Regions from separate parts of the Mus musculus genome. Here region 2 is linked to region 1. The links are chromatin contacts, called in public HiChIP or PLAC-seq maps. All regions are on one chromosome and are shown on one strand. Each heading gives the region's core, a stretch centred on a gene start, on an enhancer-like site or on the middle of the called end of the contact. The rest is flanking DNA. Distances are from core to core; before and after follow the strand shown. Region 1 holds the start of Barx1 (BarH-like homeobox 1). Region 2 has its middle 55 kb from the start of Gm36784.

Region 1 (7,007 bases), core at 1,637-4,136:
CTTGCTCCGTGAGCTGCTCGCTCGTGGGGATGGAGTTCTTCTTGGGCCGTCCCTTGGGCTTGGTGGGGGACTCCAGGCCGCCACCTTGCAGCACCTGTTCCGTGAATGAACAGTACTAGGTGAGGAAAGAATCCGATCAAGGACCACCGGATGCCCAGGGCCCAACCACGGCATCACAGTGACTCTAGGCCCTAAAGAAACGGTGGAGGTTTAAAGAACTGCTGAGGAGAACGAGCGGAAGATGGAGGAGTTAGAAGCTGCCAGGAGGTGCCGGGGATGGGGGTTCTGTCCTAATGAACCCAAGCAGACACAGCAGTTCACGGGATGGGATGGGCAGAAGTCTTAGTGTGAGGAGGGCGGGAAGGTATTTCTTGGAGGACACCAAGGACAAAGCCCAGGAAACCCCAGCCCGCAGGAAGCCACCAGCCACACTTACTATTTTCTTCCATTTCATCCTCCGATTTTGATACCACGTCTTCACCTGTAACTGGCTCAGGCCCAGGGACTCAGCTAGATCTATTCTGGAAAGAGTAACGCACACCCTCAGCGGGTCAGGCCACCACCTGCCTACCCTTCCCTCGAGCCCAGTCTTGCCCGGCACTACCTGTCAGGGGTAGAGAGGTACTTCTGCTTCTCGAAGCGTTTCTCCAGCCCCATCAGCTGCAGCTCAGTGAATACGGTGCGACTCCGGCGTCCTTTCTTGGCTTTCGCGCCAGGTTCACCAGAGCCAGCTGCTTCCAGCTTCCCGCGGAGTTGCAGCTCCAGCGGCAGGTGCGATGCGCCTGCGGGGCCGGGCATCCCAGGCCCGGCGGCCAACAACGCCGAGCCCAGCCCGGAGCAGCCGAGCGGCGCCAGTGGGAACTTGAACACTGCGGCCTGCTCAGCCTTCAGCACCGCTACAGAGCAAAGAGAGAAGGGGAGAGAGAGAAGAGAGAAAGATCTGGGTGAACTGGATTCCAGCCTCCCACGCCACAGCGCTTTGCTGCGTTTGGGAGCCCGAACCAGCCACTCCCTGGGGATTTAAACCCAGCATCCTGGGCGACCCTCCTTCAGGTAGCTATCCCGAGGAGTCTAGAAAAGAGTATCCCTCGCATCCTTTGCTCTTTTTTGGAGTCCCCATGAGCCAGTAGGCTCCGAGATTTCAGGATGCTTTAGAGCAAGTTCGCTGCTCCGAGGACATAGAGTATGCCTTTCGTGAAAAAGAGAAACTAAGAAGAAACGGGTGAATTTGGAAGCGGGGGCGGGGGTGGGGGAGCTTTTGCATTGGGAAAAGAACGTTGTGGAATGTGAGCATTTGTTTTTCTGGGCGCTGTACCTACATCACTGGCTGAGGCTTGGACATTGGCGAGGAAAGGGTCACCAAAGCATCCTTTGAACCTGAAAATTGTCTTTCTTGTTTCCTCTGTTCAGACCCCCTCCCCCCAAGAAGCATGAAGACCTCTCCATGTTCTTTAGCCCTAAATCGGCTGTTTGCCCGCTTCAAACGAATTGCCAACAACAGAGTCCTTTTATAGTGAACGGCAGCAGAGAGGCTGTGAACCAGATGAACATCAAAGAGGCAAACTGGACTGGCTGCTACCAAGACTGGACAGAATCTGGGGCCGGTTCCGGAGGCCGCTAGCTGAGCTGGAGTCTATATTGGACGCTTCCTTTCCTGGTAGGCTTCTCCTAAAAGAGATACTGGAAAGGATGGATCTGCCTGGCTGAGAACCATCAGGGTAAGGGGAGCATAGAAAACATAGCAGGAAGTGGGAAGAGAATCTTGCGGAGGGGGAGAGGTAGAGGGGAGACAGATCCACTTTACCAAAAGGCTAGGAAGGAGGTCAACCAAAGAGAGTCACTAAGCCCTAAGCCGAGATGCAGTACAGGGCAGACTGCCTCACAATCTCCCAAGAGACAAGACGGAGACAGAAAAGATCTGAGCAAGTGCTTCAAGACGCACGAAAGCCCAGCAGATCTCGGGATGGAAGGACCAACTGGGCAGCGGATCACAACCAGGCCTCTTTCCCTCAAACAAGGCCTACGGAGACCCTGGCCGCAGCACAGGCCTCGGTCGGTTGCTGACTGGAAAGCACGGGGTTCTGAAAGGCTCCTGGATGGCTTGGGCATCCAACACTATGCGACACGACCCTCTTCTCCAGAGCTTTCCCAGTCTGGGCAGCTACTGTTATGCCCAGCCAACCCTACCGCGAAACTCAGGCTTCCCCTGGTTTGAAGTCATTTTGATCCAGAGTGCTCGGTAGATTGATTTTGTAGCAACCATAGGGATGCGGTCTCTGGCTCCTGGCCTCGCCTATCACCCGATTCGAAAAAACTCGAAGCCGCCCTGAAGCAGAAGACAAACTCTCTTCTGGTCTGACGCGAGGACACAAGGCCTGGTTTCTGCCTAGCTCATTGCTCGCACCCTCCACTTTCCCGTTGGAGTGCGCGAAGAGAGGTAGGTGCCTCGGGCCTGCGCTGAGCTGCATCCCAGGTCGCTCCAGAAACAGGGGAGAAAGAGGATGAATTACGGACAACCCCAGGTCTCCGACTCCCACCCGCCCGCCAAGCCCAGTCCTCTGCGCGGCGGCCGCTGCACGTACCCAGGTGGCTGTGGAAGGGCCGGGCGGCCAGCAGCGCCTGTACGCCGAACTTGAGCAGCTCGCCCGCGGCGGCAGCGGCGGCCGCGGGCGCTGCGCCCTTGGGCCCCGGAGGCTCAGTGAGGATCTCTTCGATCATGAAGCTGCGGTAGCGATGCGGTCGGTGATCCGCACAGCCCTCGGGCGGACCGAAGCGCGCGGCTCCCGGCTCCCCTGGCCGCTGCATCGCGGCTCCCGGGGATGCGCCCGCGGCTAGGAAGCGACGGCGGCTAAGCTCCGGCGCGGGGCCCGCGCGGGGCTCTAGGCCGGCCCGCAGCTCGCGGCGGCGCGCGGGCGCCGGCTCATGCCCCCTCCCCCGCCGGCTGGCCGGGCGGAGGCGCAGGGCGCGGGCGGGGCGCGCGGGGCTCGGCCAGTCGGACCCGGGACTGCGTCCCCGCCCCGCGCCGCCGCGCCTCTAGCCTGGCCAGCCCCGCGTCACTGCCTTGCCCCGCCCGCCCTGCCCCGCCCCGCCCCGCGCTGCCGCCCCCCACCCACTAGGCCCAGCCGGAGGGAGGGACCCAGGAGGGAGGAAAGGAGGTTGAGAGGAGGGAAGGAGGGAAAGAGCCCGGGATAGGGGCTCGCAGGCCGGGACCAAGGGAAAAAGAGGAGAGCTCGCCCAAGAGGACAGCCCTGAGGATAGGACACTGCGGAGATGGGCAAACCGAGGATCTTGAATGAGAGGCGTGAAAAAGTCTGAAGACAGACAGCAAGGACCACGCAGGATCCTAGGCAGTGATGTGAAGGTGTCCAAGACGCCTCTTAGACGTGAGTGCGCCGAGACGTAGAGAGGAGAGAGCCCCAGAGGTGCAGGAGGGCACGGGGAGGGCACAGCAGCAAGGCCAGCGGACTGGGTGGGATGGGGAGGGGCTGGAGTGGTGGTGAGGAGGAGGGGCAAAAGCCAAGCTGGGAAAGGGGTAGCCTTAAACAGCTTTCCCAGGTCTGCGAGATGCTGTAGGGATCCAGTGCAATACACCGGGGTGTAACTCGCAGGGTGGTGACCATGCCTGTGCACCACTTCCCCCCCTTCCCTGTCCACCCCAACCTCAGTTTACCATTTTGATCTCAAATCTCTGAAGCTACCCTGGGAGAAAAAAAAAAAGATTCTCCAACTAGGATTTACCTAAATTTCTAATTTAAGCTTACCTGGACACATTTTCTCTGGCAACCACCAGACTTAGTGGGCTGAGTTATGTTTACTTAGAGCAAGGGATAGAATAAGGGCAGATGAATAAAAAGGGGAAAGACTGTCACTGGATGAACTTTGAGGCAGGGGATCATGGAATACTCTGAGAGTCTGGGGACCTAGCTCCATCTCTGAGCCTCCAGTCTCTCACAGGACTAAAGATGGGGCTGTTAGATCATTCTCTTTTTCTCTCCCCAAATTAACCTCTGTTGAGTGTGCCTCTTTGAGTCTTGGCACTGACAGTTTCTGAGCTGTCTCAAGTCTGGAAGACTTGACTCTTGGCTCCAGGGAGTTTGTGGGGATGGAAGGTGAGACTTTTCTATACCCAGGGTGACCCATGCCAGCTGTTCAGGGGTAGCAAGAAGGGTAGGGTGTCCTCAGGAGGCTAGGAGAGGACTTGCTGTATTTCCTATCTGCCTCTCTCAGGAGTCTTGGGTTCTGTCTCCACCCTGTCCAGCCTTCCTAGACTGGACTCCATGTTTTAAGCCACTCCTACTTCCCACGAATGCTCTCCACAGAGCCTAAGCCCTCACTGCTGGGAAACTGAGTTCATCACACTATATCCCAACTCTCCAAGTTGAAATAATTTCTTCTGCCTGCTGACGGGGTTGGGGTGGAGGGCTCAGAAGCCTACTGGACTGTAGCATCCGGGACACTAAGAAATGACCAATAGCCTTTGACCATTGAGCCTGGGAAGGGGACAAAGGGCATCTTTCCAAATGTTCTGCTGAGATGCAGACCCCCCCCCCCCAAAGCTCATTGCTACAGCTCAGCCAAATGTGCAGCGACTTTCTGAGTCAGGAGACCACCATCAGGACTGAAGGGAAGCAGTCTTTAGTGGCTTCCCGTTGCTTTAGACTCCTGAAAGGGGATAATCAGGTAACCAAAATAACTCTTTAGAAGGGTGATACAGGACCCACTAAGACCACCCGCACACATATCAGAGACAGAGTGGCAATGGGCATCTTCCCACTGAACAGAAAGGAAAGTCGGTGTCTACTCAGGACATAGGAATCTTGGCCAACAACCTCCTTTCTCAATACAACTCAATCCAAGGACTGGTTCAGGCATTCCAGTGAGTAGAAGCGGCTTTCTAGGTACCATACCTATACCAGAACAAAGGCCTTTCTGCCTATACTGCTTCCACTCTGTCCATCCCTGGAGGGCTCAACATCAGGCCCCTCCACTTCCTCTTGGGCATCGGAAGGAGTATAGCTTGGAATGGGTTCTACTGGGGAGGAGTCCCAGCCAGCTCCCATCCTATCTTCTCTGATTTTGATCCCGACAGAAGCCACCCTGTATTTGAACACTATGCGCCTTCCTTCCAATTTCAGCCAGGTTTCCCCAAAACGCAAGGTTGATCCTGGAAATGGGTCTGAGCTACCAAGACCACTCATTCCTATTGTCGATATCCAGTCAACAGCTCTGTTTTTATTGCCAGGAAGGAGTTTAAGGTCAAGCTGAACAGAGGAGGCTCATTTTTTTCTGGCATGAAGGTCTTAATTCTAGAAAGAGACCCCACCCCCACTCCATTCCACAGGTGCGCCTCTCCCCCTCCCACACACACCCTCCAGCTCCTTGGACGCTGGCCAGGACTGTTTCAAGCCGCCCAGGCCGAATGCCTGCAGTGATTCCTGCCTGCTGGGAATGAAGCCCCAAGGACTAAAAGCTTAGCCTGGCACCAAAGGCTCAGAGCCAGGCTATGCCCCGATGCCCCATGCCCTCTTTAAGCTCGAGCCCCTGACGCATCCTTTTCAAACTACATTCTTCTCAAAGTCCAGAGGGACCCTAAAGCAAACCTGCGAATAAACCCCTTTTAGGCGAAAAAAAAATTGCGAAGAAATGGCTTCAGGGATCCTTTGTTTAGGAATTCTGCATTGGCTGGCTGGAAAGGGGTTAGTTCACAAGGAAAGGGGTTCCCCCTTCCACTTGGACGGCACAGGACGAAGGGAAGTCCCCACTAGAGGCGCAGCCACTGAGTCCTAAGCCTAAAGCCCGCCAGGGCCTCCCGCCTGTCGCCTAAACTAAAATCCCGGAAACTGGCCGCTCTGGGAGAGGCAGGCACGGTGGAAAAGGTGACCTCAGCGTCCCAGGCCAGCCACCCTCCCGGGTGGCCCAGCAACGAAGGACTCCAGGCCGCAGGAGATCCTTGGCGCAGTTTCTTCCGCCAAGAGGGGACCCTTGTACGCGGAACCCGTCCCATTTCCCACTTGCGAACCCGGAAGACCCCGGGGCTTCAGCTGGCTGTGGCAGGTTAGAAGGGAGGGATGGGTCACAGCTGAACCCCAGAGCAGGGATGTGAGGTTTCAACGCGCACCGCTTCCAGCTGCAGTTTCTTTCCAAAGCACCTCCAAGAGGGAAGGAATTCTGCAGGCAATCTAACCGGGAAGTGGTAGTCCCTTATGCCACTAAGCAGATGGAGCAACCCAAAGCCAGTTCAGCCACCAGCCTCAGGGGGCTTCTAAGTGGGGCTCCCCTCCAAGCCTCCCTAAACCTTGAAGATTTCTTTTTTGTCTACTTTCCCACTTGCAACCGATCTGTATCTCATTCAGCAAATTGAATTTGGGACCCCGGGTGTCTGGAAGGAAGATTTCTTAAAACTTCTGTGGGCCAAACAACTTTCCGGAAACCGTCCCCAGTTTACAGTAAGCTCTAAGCCCCACTAAGTTCGTTCGCCCCAGAGCAGCGCTCTGGGTCTTCTTTCCAGGAACAAACACCCTGGAGAGCCCCAACTAGGGTGTTTTAAGCCTGCCTCTCCAGGCAGGTTTGCGGTGGTGGCCTTGGCGGGTGGCCTTCAGCACGGAATACGTTTCAACTCAGATGACCATCGCCTGGACCTGGAGGGCAACGTGTGATCTGGGCAGGCTGCCGTCTGCGCCCTGCACTTTGCTAGAAAGAGGTCATCAGTTTGGCTTCAATACACAAAACCGTCGAGATTATAAAAATACGCGGTCCCCACACTCACAGATCACATCTAAGTTGCCTTTCGTTGGAGAGCCGGTCTCTGTAACTGTTTCATTATGGGTAGTTCGATATCCTTGTGGACTTTCGTTTTGAGTCTTTCCTGACTCTTCCCGGAGCTTGGAAGTCGAAATGCATTTTGCGTGACAGTGCCTTTGCAGATACGATCTTTGAGATTGGTTCCTTTGTGTCCTTGGGGGTTGTTGTTTAACAATGTGTGATTTCCTTTGGAATTTTGAGTTAAG
Region 2 (7,007 bases), core at 1,662-4,161, 100 kb before region 1:
GAGCACACATGAGAATGAACAGATACTAAGGCTGTCAAACAATGGCTGAAGGGGCACAGTGTCAGGCAGGAAGAAGGTGCTGGACTGTGTTTGTTTGCTAGGCAGGTGTTTTGGGCTTAATGTTATAGTAGGTAATGCTGGCATGATGGTGGCTGACAGACGTGAGCCTCAGGATCCATCCCAACTCATACAGGGCATGCAGCCCTCATGTATAGTCTCTAGGAATGGGCTGGGGTCCTTAAGTCTCTGAACATGATAGAATCTCAAATTTGTTCTTCAATATATGAAGTGAGGGCCACAAAGATGGGAAGGACCATGTAGGATCTGTTAGAATAACCTCCACCACTGAAACAGTCAACCAAGTATAATTATTTGGAAAACTAGAGGTGTAATGTGAGGGGCGGTGACTTCCATGTCTCTATTTGTATCTCCTATTTGCATTCAGCAAGAGAGACAGATTCGGGAGAGGGATGGAGATGGTCCTAATCTCTGCCAAGCAGAGACTACACTTGCAGCTGTCACGCCAGATGTGGTTTTATTTTTTGGTGTCTTTGTCAGGGTTTCTGTTCTTGCACAAACATCATGACCAAGAAGCAATTTGGGGAGGAAAGGGTTTATTCAGCTTACACTTTCCACATTGCTGTTCATCACCAAGGAAGTCAGGACTGGAACTCATGTAGGTCAGGAAGCAGGAGCTGATGCAGTGGCCATGGAGGGTGCTGCTTACTGGCTTGCTTCCCTTGGCTTGCTCAGCTTGCTCTCTTCTAGAACCCAAGACTACCAATCCAGGGATGGCACCACGCACAATGGGCCCTCCCCTCTTAATCACCAGCTGAGAAAATGCCCCACAGCTGGATTTCATGGAGACACTTCCCCAACTGAAGCTCCTTTCTCTGTGATAACTCCAACCTGTGTCAAGTTGACACACAAAGCCAGCCAGTACACTTGGATATGTGAACTCATGCCTTGGGACCAGATGTGCAACCACAGATGCAACAAATACTTTCCCAACAGCCCTGTCCATGGACACAACCAGAAGTGGTTTGCTTTCAGCCAACAAGGCCAGCACTACACCTTCAGCCACCATCCTTGCTCAGAGGCATGCCAACTCTCTAGCTCGACTATAATTTGTTCACAAGACTCACTCTCATATTTCCCTGACATCACACTGATCTATTGGGTTGACAGCATTGTGCTGAGGGTACCTAGTAAGGAAATGGCAACAACTCCACCCTGATGGGTAAGACATTTACATATTACAGAGGAGACAATCCAGGACTTCCACCTTGGCAAAAGTTCTATGGGCCTGTTGTATGGGACATGATGCTGCTGTAACAAAATGCCTGACAGAAGCACTTAAGGACGGAATGGTTTATTTTGGGTCACACTCTAAAGGTCCAGTCCATCATGGTGGGAAAGGCATGGTGACAGGGACGTGAGGCAACTGGTCACATTGCTGTCCACATTTAGGGTGGGGGTTTTCACTTCAATTATCCTAACCTAAAATCCCCTCACAGATGTGACGTGCCCAGATGTTTGTCTCCAGGTGACTCTAGTCCCTGACTTGTTAGTGATCTGTGTTAGCCATCACACAGGGTGAAATATCAACTTGCATCCGGTCACTCGTGTGCACAATCAAGAAAGAGGCCTGAGGCCTGGTGGGCTTCTTCATGCTGATGAGTTGCCCCTCTGACCTGTTGACTGAGCCACCCAAAAGAGACAGGCTTTGGGTGTGGCCTGGGATTATATTCCATTGCAATAGGTCCAGGACATTGTGCAGGTGACTTGGAGACTTGGACCACCAGTTCCAGCAGATCCAATGGTACTTGGAGCGTTGGTGGCAGCTGCTGTTTGGAGCCTTGGGCAGGTGAATTTCCGGTTGCTGGGATGTGGGAGCAAGGCCCTGACTGCAGAGATGACTGCCCTCCTTTGAGTCCACTCTTGCTCTGCCGTTGGGTCTCGGTAGAAAAGTGAAGATCGTCTGTGGAATCAGCCACGAAGTTGCCATTCAACCTGAGTGGCTGCCCGGTGTTAGCTGAAAACCATTCCCTAAGCCTGGAGTACCCACCACACTTCCAAAAGATACACTGTAGTCTCAAATATTGGTCCCCCAAAGAGCAAAATCACTAAAATGTAAAGCTCCCCAAATCATAGCTCTTAAAGACTGTCTTCCTGAATACTGGAATCCATAGGGGGAGGACCTGATAGCTAAAATCTGGTTCCCTAATTGCTTCTTGATGGCGTCAATAAAGATGGTAGAAGCCAATTGCTGGGCAAAGGAATAGAGGTGGGATTTCCAGGTCCCAGGAGGAAGAGGAGGAGGAGGAGGAGGAGGAGGAAGAGAAGGAGAGAGAGAGAGAGAGAGAGAGAGACAGGAGAATCACATCCACCCTGTAGGCCTGGAGGCTATTAGAACGGGTGACAGTCTCCGCCATCACCACCGGAAGAATTCTGATAAGGGTAACTGTTGAGTTTAGGACAATAGATTCCACTCCCAGTGGTTGTGTTACCCGGCTGGTATTAAAATATTAAGGCTGTCTGGTGTTTTCCATCCTCAGTGACTCAGATGAGCAGGAGAAAGGGCACAGTGGCAGGTCAGTTGGTGGTGGTTGGCAGCTGGCGGAGCTAGCTGAGGAGGTGCTTGGTCAGTGCAGAGTGATCAAAGCTCCCGGTGGTGTTTATGAGAAAGGCATTTGCTAGCTGTGGGGGGCTGAGCGAGATGGCGGAGGGTGGACACTGATCCCAGAGTCTAGCCAGAGCAATCGTGTTTTTAAAATTACACCAACAGGAATCTTGAGAAAAAATCCCTTAATCTGCATCTGACAAGGGAGAAAAGGATTATGCAAGAGGGCTGAACTCCATTGTCAGGCAAACAGGATCTGATGAGAAGGGGAACCCTGCACAGCAACAAGGAAAGGCTGCCTTTGTCTGAGGAGGCCGAGTGACACTTGCGCAAGGGTGTTGCTGCTGGGTCACACACATTGCCTATCAGCTCAGTGACAGTCTGTATGTGGGAACAAGCGTCTGGACAGAGGGCATTTAGGAGCCTAAAGCTTAAACATGTGTACCCAAGATGGGACAGTTTAACAGGGACGTGTGTGTTGGTGAACGATGAACCACAGAAGAGCCTTAGAAAGAGCAGGACCAGGAAAGCGCGCATGTGAGCACCTTCAACAGACTCTCCATGTCCTGGGAAAAAAGTGATCACCACAGTACATCCAGGAAAGCCAGCCTGACCCTGGTCCCCTCCATGCGATTGCCCGGAATCTATCCCTGCAACCCGCTCTATCATATATTCAATTGTCTTTGTAGGTTTTTTTCTCCTTAAAATGTTTCCCCTCTTCCTGTAAGCAACCCGAGGTGACCCGGGAAGATGCTTTGTTGCTCTCTTGACTCAGAAGCCCCTACAAAATCAAAACATTCAAATCTCATGTTCACTTTAGGAATATATGGGAAACTACCCAGGCCATCAAGATTGTACATATCCAGAAAGCCACCAAGTACCTAAGGTGCCACTTTAAAGAAGCCACATGTGCCGTTCTGGCAGTATAACCGTGGGGTTGGTAGGTGCATCCAGGCCAAACAGTGAGGCTGGACAACAGGGTTAGTGGCCAAGAAGTGCTGAATTTTGGCTGCACGTGATTACACATACAGAGAATGATGCTGAACGGAAGGGCTTAGCTGGAGAGTCTCTAGTCACTGAATGTGTCACAAAGCACCAAAGATCCGAGGACAGACTCCCAGGGCTCACGGATGGATTAGCTCATGCGTGAACTCCCCCTGCCACACTGAGATGACCCTCACTGAAAAGGGACACATTTCTCCAAAAGCCAGAAGAGGAGGCTGCACAGAAGAAAGAGATACCAAGAAGGAACCGAAGAAATAAAGCCTTACGGTGCAGGAATAAATTCAGCATAAAACAACGATGACAGCGAAACTTCTCTTACTTTAATTTTTTCCCAATTTGGGGATTATTGTGTTCAGAGATTACGTCCTTGGGTATCATGGTTGGCACTGGCATTTGCCCAGCCTGCAGAAACACAGCTGTCCTAACTGCTGCTTGTGGGATGCCTTATCCCCCTCCCCCACCCCCAGTATGATGTTGCAGGAGATGGAGCTCCTGACCCAGGAACCCACCTCAAAGCCGAAGATGCAGTCAAGGCTCCTCCCACAGTCTCACTGCTTCTGCTGTGTTCCCCACTACCCTAGACCAGTTGGGTGTGGAGCAGCAACTTTCTTCTCACTTTGTAGCCTAGGTTGGCTCAAAGCTGCTGTGGTATGTGTTAACTCAGTGCAAGGCGGGTGGCTTGCTTGGCACGGATTTATCTTCCCGCAGTTCTGGAGGCCAGGGCTTTGGAGTCACTGTGTCTACCGGGCTTGCAACCTCCTGAAATTCCAAAGGGGGCATCCATCTTGCACCTCTGTTCCATCTCGAGCCTCTGTTGCATCTCTAATGCTGTTGGCCATCTGCAGCATGCTGGGTCAGCCTTCCATTACTGTGACAAAACACCTGAGGCGATCAACTGAAAAGGTTGACTTTGGCTCAGAGCCTCAAAGGTTTGGGGCCACCAACCTCTGGCTTCATTGCCTTGGGCTTGGTCATCGAAGTGGAAGCCAGTGATAGAAGGGCACTCACTTCACAGCAACCAAGAAGCAGAGGAAAGGGCAGCATCTCAATATTCCCTTCAAGGCCATGGTACCACACCCTAACTTCCTTCCACTTGGCCCCGCTCCCTGAAGTTTCCACCACTCTGCAGTAGCGCCGTGGGATGGGAACCAAGCAGGTTGACACAGGGGCTCCTGGGCACATTAAAGGCCTATGGATAACACTTGGCTTATAGATCCATCACCCCAACCTCTGCCCTCATGATCACAGGCCTCCTGCCATCTCCTCTGGCTCTGTATCTGTCAGTGGTTATCTTCTATGAATCTAGAATTAAGTCCCAGGCTAGCCTGCTCTAACTTTATCTTAGTCATATCTTCAGGTTCCCATCTCCCAACCAAGTTGAGAGTTCCAGTCTCACATCCCAAGTTTCTGGGTATGCCTGGGTCTTGAGGGATATTGTTCAACCCAATATTTGACATATAGTAGCAGAGGTGAGGGTAATTGTTTCTGAATACTTTCTTCTGTTTGTCTGTGGGTCTCTCTCTCTCTCTCTCTCTCTCTCTCTCTCTCTCTCTCTCCTCTCTCTGTATAACCTTCCTCTGCTCCCTCCCTGCTGACCAATTTCTCAGATCACCTACTCTGGGGTAGGTGACATGTTCAAGTGCCCTCAGACTACCCTGGGACAGGCCCCTGTGGTGGGAAGCTGAGATTTCTAGCCAGCAGTCATAGGGTGAGTTCAGAGGCAGGTCCACCCGGTCCAGTAAAGTCACCTGATGTCGAGCCTACAGCTTCAGGGTAGACCCATGTGACCAAGTTGTTCCCGCCTTCCAGATTCACAAAAAGCTGTTAATAAAGGCATGCTGTTTTCAGTTACTAACTTGGGGTGGGGATGGGGGACACCAATCGTCATGTAAGCCAGCACAGTCATGGGGACTGAGGTGTTCTGGCCTGAAGGTCTGACAACCAGGGGGAACTCTCTGATCCAAGCTAATGGCTCACTGTTTCTAGAATGAGCTAAAGATGGCCTCTCTCTCTTTTCCCGCCTCCTGCATAGTACAGAGAGTCTGCCTGTGTATGTCAGGCACAGGCCCCTCCTTTCACTGGCCTTTGTCTCCTCCTATTTTGGTTTTCCTGGCTTCCTCAATCACAGTCAACAGCTGTGAGTTGCTCTCCGCCATGCTGGCAGGCCTCCTTGAAGCTATGGAGGAAAAGTGCGACCCAGTCTTGCGAGTTATAAATGAGTCCATTAAGGGAGGTGGATTCACTAAAAGGCTGCCTTTGCTCCACCTGGTCCAAAGCCTCCCTCGTATGATCGATGACTCCATAGCCTGCAGACGGTCCTGAACCCCAGTGCATTCTTAATGCCTCAAAAGTTTCCAATTAAAGGCAAATGGCTCTTGGCAAAGTGCAAAGCATTTTTACTAACTAAAATAAATACCTGGGCAGGCTCCGTGGTTTATGACTTCTTCACACAGCTGAGAATAAGCAGCTAAGGAGCCAGGGGTGAGGGATCGTAGCAATGAGAGGCCCTGTCAAGCCTGTGAAAGGCACCCCAGATAATAGTGCTGGGGTGGTACCCCTGGGCCCCTGGGTGCCCAGGCTTGGAAGTCCTGCACATAGGAACTTCGGGTGATGCTGCTGGTGTTTGAGACAGGGTTTCCTGAAGCCCTGGCTGACCTGACTCTCTTTGTAGCTGAGAATCACTCTTGCCTCCAGCTCCCAGGTGGGTACCAACACTCCAGTTCTGTGAGTTGTTGGCGAAGCAAATCCAAGGCTTGTGCATGCTAGGTAAGCATCTCACCAACTGAGCTGGGGTCCCGGCCTACACACACACACACACACACACACACACACATACACACACACAGAGTTTTGAATCTTTCTAGGCATGGCTCAGGCAGGCAGAGGGTGATGAGTGGAGGTCTCATGGAGACTACCCTCAGCTTCTTGGCCTCCACTGTGTCCCTCCACAGCTGTGCTCTGAGGCTCTGAGGTACCGGCCTCACAGCTCTGGGGTAGAGGGGACTGGGCAGTGAAGGGGACTGACAGTTCTGGGAGCTCAAGGGTCAGGGGTTGCCATGGCTACCTTCTCCTGTGTAGGTAGTCTTTTCACTACATGGTCGATTTCAAAGGACCATTGAGCTAACCCAGGACCAAGGATTAAGCAAGGCCTCCCCAGGGACAAGAGGGAAATGTCCTGGGTAAGGGTCCAACCTGTCAGTTGGAAAGGGACAGTTTCTAGGGCAGCTGGCATTTCCAGGGTCAGTGATCCAAGGCCATTGCATATGGCTTCAGCTGAGGATGGGATTTGCTGTCCCTCCCTGCCAGGCTACCTTCCACGTGTACCCCACTCACTTAAGCAGCCGTGAGTCAAGACCACATACATCTGATTTGTAGAAAG

Evidence for each region. HiChIP or PLAC-seq counts read pairs in DNA pulled down with a chosen protein or histone mark.
Region 2: a contact with region 1 is called in an H3K4me3 HiChIP or PLAC-seq map of craniofacial prominence, with 2.4 times the contacts expected there. The contact joins the enhancer-like site here to the promoter of Barx1 in region 1. A contact is called at or near these places in 9 of 39 promoter capture datasets (the 3T3-L1 cell line, the C10 cell line, the SN4741 cell line and 6 more), 3 of 484 Hi-C or Micro-C datasets (embryonic fibroblasts and round spermatid), 6 of 115 datasets of contacts at active chromatin or transcription factors (craniofacial prominence, embryonic basal ganglia, embryonic forebrain and 3 more) and 2 of 9 other capture datasets (adipose tissue and embryonic stem cells).

What each region holds. Positions count from the first base shown.
Region 1 is chr13:48,658,915-48,665,921 of GRCm38.p6, reverse strand. It overlaps Barx1 (BarH-like homeobox 1), which reads right to left and starts at 2,886. Exons shown (of 4, transcript NM_007526.4): 1 at 2,583-2,886; 2 at 605-896; 3 at 437-521; 4 at 1-94. The coding sequence starts at 2,805. Gm36606 (a long non-coding RNA gene) reads left to right here and starts at 3,130. Exons shown (of 4, transcript XR_382336.3): 1 at 3,130-3,383.
Region 2 is chr13:48,759,950-48,766,956 of GRCm38.p6, reverse strand. It overlaps the pseudogene Rpl17-ps6. Among named protein-coding and RNA genes, the nearest start is that of Gm36784, 55 kb to the right of the region's middle. Within about 2 kb of position 2,911, at least 6 of the 459 cell types and tissues checked have an H3K27ac peak or open chromatin away from gene starts, as enhancers often do.